Regions from separate parts of the Manis pentadactyla genome. Here region 1 is linked to region 2. A link is a contact called in public Hi-C data. All regions are on one chromosome and are shown on one strand. The core of a region is the stretch at or near the end of the contact, and the rest is flanking DNA. Distances in the headings are between cores, read along the strand shown.

What was found. A called contact is a pair of places that touch in the nucleus more often than the background predicts.
Region 1: a contact with region 2 is called in a Hi-C map of fibroblasts, with 4 times the contacts expected there. The contact joins the promoter of GABBR1 here to the promoter of TRIM40 in region 2.

Annotation. Positions count from the first base shown.
Region 1 is chr16:43,595,090-43,597,789 of mManPen7.hap1, reverse strand. GABBR1 (gamma-aminobutyric acid type B receptor subunit 1) reads right to left here and starts at 1,256. Exons shown (of 22, transcript XM_036908646.2): 1 at 1,135-1,256; 2 at 681-762; 3 at 1-30. The coding sequence starts at 762. It overlaps LOC118924147 (basic proline-rich protein-like), which reads left to right and starts at 770. Exons shown (of 3, transcript XM_036908659.2): 1 at 770-1,552; 2 at 1,693-1,807. The coding sequence starts at 833.
Region 2 is chr16:43,429,107-43,431,806 of mManPen7.hap1, reverse strand. TRIM40 (tripartite motif containing 40) reads left to right here and starts at 1,322. Exons shown (of 7, transcript XM_036908657.2): 1 at 1,322-1,472.

The DNA.
Region 1 (2,700 bases), core at 7-2,506, 170 kb before region 2:
CTTCCCAGGGTGGGTGTATGATCTGGCAGCCTGGGAGGTAAGCCCGGTAAGCATAAAGACAGGAATGGTGGGAAAAAAGGAAAAGGCAGGATCAGCAGCGGGAAGCAGGGGAGCGTAGGGAGTGGTCAATGGGCAGGTGGAGAACAGAGGGAAGGGGATGGGATGGGATGCTGGGAGGTGGGAGTGGGGCTGGGTACACAACCCTGAGCTAAGGACCCAAGAGTAATGAACCAGGGGTAAGGCCAGTAAGGAAGCCCACAAGTGGGGATGGAAGGGAGCTGGTTGGAAGTAATAGAGAAAAGTAATTAGGAAATTGTGAAGGGGTATGCGAGTATGTTTGCTGAGCAAATCTGAGTTGAATTCGGATGAGGGGGGCAGTCTTATAAGACCACCTGGGCATCAATGTGGGACCAAGGAAAGGATAAGCTGAGGTGGTAATGTTGGGCCAGGAATGAAGGTGCGGTCACCGAAAGGTGGCCTAGTGTAGTAATGTGGGGGGGAGGAAAAGGCGAGCTGGGTGACAATGTGGGGTGATAGAAAGGAGGTCAAGAGTAGTAAAGTGGGGCCGAGCAGGCGGGGTTGTCAGACCGGCTGACGGAGAGTAATAAGGACCAGGGAAGAGGGGTTTAAAGACGGGAAGTGGGGTGGAGGGTGCCCGAGATCGCCGGAGAAGGGTGCACCTGCTGAGGTGGCGTTGGGGGCCTGCGCCCCGCCCGTGCCCGGGGGCCCGAAGAAGAGCGGCGCCAGCAGCACGAGCAGCATCTGAGCGAGAGGCGGCCGTGAGCGCCACCCGGCCCGCCGCCTCCCGCGCTCCGGCCCCGCGCAGCCTGCGATGCGGAGGGCATCCCGCGGAGGCGGCGGGGGCGGAGCCCGGGGCTGGGTGGGGGTAGAGGAGGGGAGAGCCCGTCCCCACCCTCCTCCTGTCCCCACCCTCTTGCCTCCCTCGGCCCCCCACCCTCCCGGGACTCCACCTCTCACCGCCTCCCCGCCCGCGGCCCCCGCGGCTCGCCCGAGCCCGGTTTATCCACGCTCCCCAGGCCGGCCGCCTCGGCGCTCCCCGATTCCTTCCCCAGTCCCGCTCGGCCTCCCCCGCACGCCCTCTCCAAGCCCTGCTTCTCCGGCCCTGGCTCTTACCTCGGCGCGCCGGCCCGACTCCCCGGCTCTCCCGGGCCTCAAGGCCCCAGGCCCGGCGGCTCTTCCCCACTCCCCCTCCTCTCTCCTCCACCTTCCCCTCCTCCCGTCCCTCCTCCTCTCGAATCCGGGCTCCAGCCCAGCCAGGGTCTCTCCCTCCTCTCTCGCTTCCCCCAAATCCCACCCCCGTCTCTCTTTCCCCGGGGCGGCGGCGGCCGCCGAAGCGGGGAGCGGGGAGAGAAGGAGGCGGCGCCGGGGACCGGGGAAAGCTCCCGGGCGGAGGGAAGGAGGAGGGTGCTGGAGAAGACAGGGCGGGGGCAAGAGGGGGGAGACCGGGGAGAGGGCACCTCCCACAACCCAAGCCCCGGGAGCCGCCCCGGATCCCGGCCCCGCCCTGGACCGCCCACCACGCCGGGGAGAGGTAGGGGCGGAGGAAACGCTGGTGCACCCGCACCCACCGGCGGGCTCCCGGGGCCGCACTGCTGGAAACCGGACTGGCGGCAAGGGAACCCGAGCCAAAGGCAGAGGAGCTGGCGCTGAGACAGGGAATCTGGGATGCAGGCGGAGAAGACGGTTGCACCAAGAGGAGGCAGCCCTCACCCGAGTGAGAGGAGAGAGGCAGAATGGATGAAAGAGAAAGGAGAAGCCAGGGTCCGACAGAGGAGCACGGGAGGAGGTGGGTGAAGGCCGGGAGCCGCCTAAGCGCGTCAAGAGTTGGGTATAGAAGACAGATGGGAGAGAAGAGCCGCCGCATGGGTCCAGCCGCATTGCTATTCCTGCTCAGGCAAGGGAACAGGGAATGGGGAAGAGAGGGTTGGAAGCAAATGACTGGGAGGGGAGCATCAAGGAGAGAAACTAGACTAGTACCGGGAAAAGGAAAGACAGGAAAAAGGCAAGAGAAAAAAGAGCCTCGAAGTGGGCAGGAACCAACATTATTCTACTCCAGCAGGGCCTAGCCATCAGTATTTCGCGACTAAGGGAGACTTGGAAGCCCTGGAGGCAGTGGGGAAAGTGAGGGCCTTCTGACAGTTCCTGAGGCTCCTGACCATTGTCTGGAAGGTGTGCATGGTGTTCATGGAGGAGAGACAGTAAGAGGGGGCTCCTTATGAGAGAGAGAAAAAAACCTTCCTTTCTGGCTGGTGCTGGGAAAGAGGAGGGAAAACATCAAACACTGAGACTGATTGATTAGATCTGAGCTTCTCAGCCTTCAAACCTTTTTATAACATAAGTTTGCAATGACTGTTAATACAGTAAATTGAAATTTATAGATATAACCTAGGTACACATGTAACTTTAAAAAAAAATCAACATGCTTCCCTGTCAGTAACATAAGGAGAAATAAAAACAAACGTAATTAGTAAAGTAACATAAACAATATTTTAACGTGTGAGTGTTGAGGCCTGACTACACTGGGAGTGTAATGAAGTTGGCAGATGCTTGCACTTCACAGAATCACAGGAATGGAACTGCTACAAATGCGGGCTGATACAGGTGCTGAGTTGGTGACTCAGCTACCTCCAGCATGTTGCCATCAATGAAGTGATTTAACAAAATGTTGAACAATTCTTG
Region 2 (2,700 bases), core at 73-2,572:
TCTTGAGCCCCTGCTCCCCCAAACCACATTTCTCATATTTGCAGAGCAGATTACTTATGGTTCAGTATTAGACATTCTGTTCTTAAAAATTCTATGGCTATTTCTGCCACAGGCCATTGTCATTTTTCACTGGCAACCTTTCTTCCTTGGTCCCCCTGCCTTCTGTTGCCCTGAAAGCTGTTTCTCTCCTAGATCATACCCCTCATCCTCTTACAGTTTTGTGCTTCCTCTTCCTCCCTACCTTTCATAAATCTACACAGTTCAGCCACAGCCAGATATTTCTTACCCTGAGGAATTACAATGTCAGTTTTTAAGCAATCAATTTTTAATGGAATGTCCCAGGGCCCTGGGGTCAGGGCAGCATGGTCCCTTAGAGGTGGAAAGACTGCGTCCTGGCTGGGGAGACAGCGCCATCTACTGCCCACTGAGAGACAACTGCCAAACACAGCTGAAGGACCCTCTCTGCATTCTTGTTCTGGCTGGGTGGCAGATAACGTAGCTAAGAATAGCAGTACAGTGGACTTGAAGTGGTGATGAGACATTCAAGCATGCACTGGAATTTAAACAGTAAGGAGATCAAGGTCATGGATAAAGATCTGGATGGCATCTGGACTTAGGGACACTACAGGGCCTGCATAAGTTTAACCATGAAGTGGTAGAGAAAGCTGATCTGGCCTGTCTGCTTTTCAAGTCCTGGTAGCTTCACCTCATTGTGCTAGGAGTGAGTAGAGCTCCTTTTATGGGTAGTCAGGGCTGAAAGGGAAACCCAGGAGCCAGCAAAGAGAATTTCAAGGAAGGCACTGCCTCTGGTTTGACTTTTCAAAGTTGTCAGTTTGGATTTGGGCTGAGAAAACATCACTAGGATGCGAGTTTAGGATTTAGTTGGAGACTTTTGAAAGAGTGGCTTAAGATGTCCAACACTGTTCTAGGCACTGGAAGGTATGCACAGATAGGAAGACAGAGTACTATCTCTGATGGAGCTAAGCATGAGCTAAAGTCAGGGAGTTGGCAAAAATTAAATGGTAATGCACTAGGCAGTGGTTCAGTTAAGGGAGAGATGCATATAGACTTTAAGCCCCTCTGACATCTGTGCAAATCAGAATGGGCCCCTTCACTTTCTGGGGGTCAGTGCTGCTCCGCGCCAAGGTCCACGACTTAGTAAGCTGGCTGCGGGCTGGGTTTCAGCCCCTACTCATCCACTCAGCTGGTTGCTCTTACGCAGTGAACAACCTGCCCAAATGTAAATGGAAGCCCTGGAACAATGAAGAATGTGTAGTTAGGAAGGTTTCATGCAGGAAACTGGGTCATGAGCTGGGCTGAAACTGATGTAAAGAGTTTACAGCACCTGCAAAGAAGAGGTAGGAGACCTTCTCTGCTGATGTCAAATAAGAGACAGGAAAGAAGTGATGAAGGAGAAGGAAAAGATGCAGATCACCTGACTCTTGGCTCCAATAAAAAATGGGCAAAATGAGGTAAGCTCACCCATTGAAAAAAATTATAAAACACTTGCTACATGCAAGGAGCTATACTAAATAGGCTGTGAGGCAGGGGAATAATAATAACCCCTAACACTTGTGTGTGTCAGTTAGTTGTTTAGGAAGCACATCCCAGCTTTTGATCCACTTTCCTGAGAAGATTGTGGCTGTCTCAGAACATGCAGTTCCAAATCTCTAGAAATAGAAACATAATCCAGATCTTTTGACTAGTCCAGAATCCTTTTCATTCTAGCCACTGATTCTTTATCTTCTTAAACATCTTTTAAGTAAATGTTTAAATAGATGATATACTTATTTGGTTCCAAATTAAAAAGGTACAGTGGAACATAAGGGAAAGTCTCCCACCCACCCTTGTTCTCTAACCATTCAGACACCTACTTTCAGCATCGTTTTGATTTGCACTTCCTTCTTGTGAGTGAGATTGAGCATCTTTTCATAAGTGTTAGAGACATTTTGTATTTTTTTTCTATGATGGTTCTGTTCATTTCCTCTACTCACTTTTCTACTTGGTAGTTCATTCCTTTTTTTTTTTTTTGTAAGAGCTTTCTACGTATTAGGGAAATTAGCCCTTTGATTTTGATGATAGTTGTAAATGTGTTTTCTTTTCGCATTTTCATTTGGTCATCCATCTCTTGGCATTGCTTTTGTAGTTTCTTTTTTCATACAGATCTTTATAAATGTTGTTGAATTTATCTGTCTTTCCTTGTATGATGTTTACAGTTGAATCATCCTTAAACTAGTGTTAACTTAAATACAGTGGATCCCCGCCTTCAAGTTTCTCAATTAACCAGCAGGGAAATCAAGAAAAATATGTAAATAACTCTAGTCAGTACTCTTCTTCTGTCTATCTAGAATCCAGTTGTCTGCCCATTTGTCCATTCACCCATCCATTTTCAAGACTTTACCAAACTCTTTCTAAAAGACAACACTTCGTGGTGTTGAAGCATATGGGCTAGGGTGACAGACATCCAGATCTGGACCCTGGCTCTGTTTATCCTCCTGTGGCCTTGGACAGGTTACTTAATCTCTCTACATTTTTGTTCCTCAAATTGTCTCATGAGCTATAACAGAAATGTGGAATGTGGAGAGGTCAAGGATTAGAGACTGAAGAACAGACATGGTAGTGTGTGACTAGCAACAGAGAGAGCTGTAAGATGAGCCCATGCTTGGTTTGTGACTTCAGACAAGATCCAGAGAATGGGCA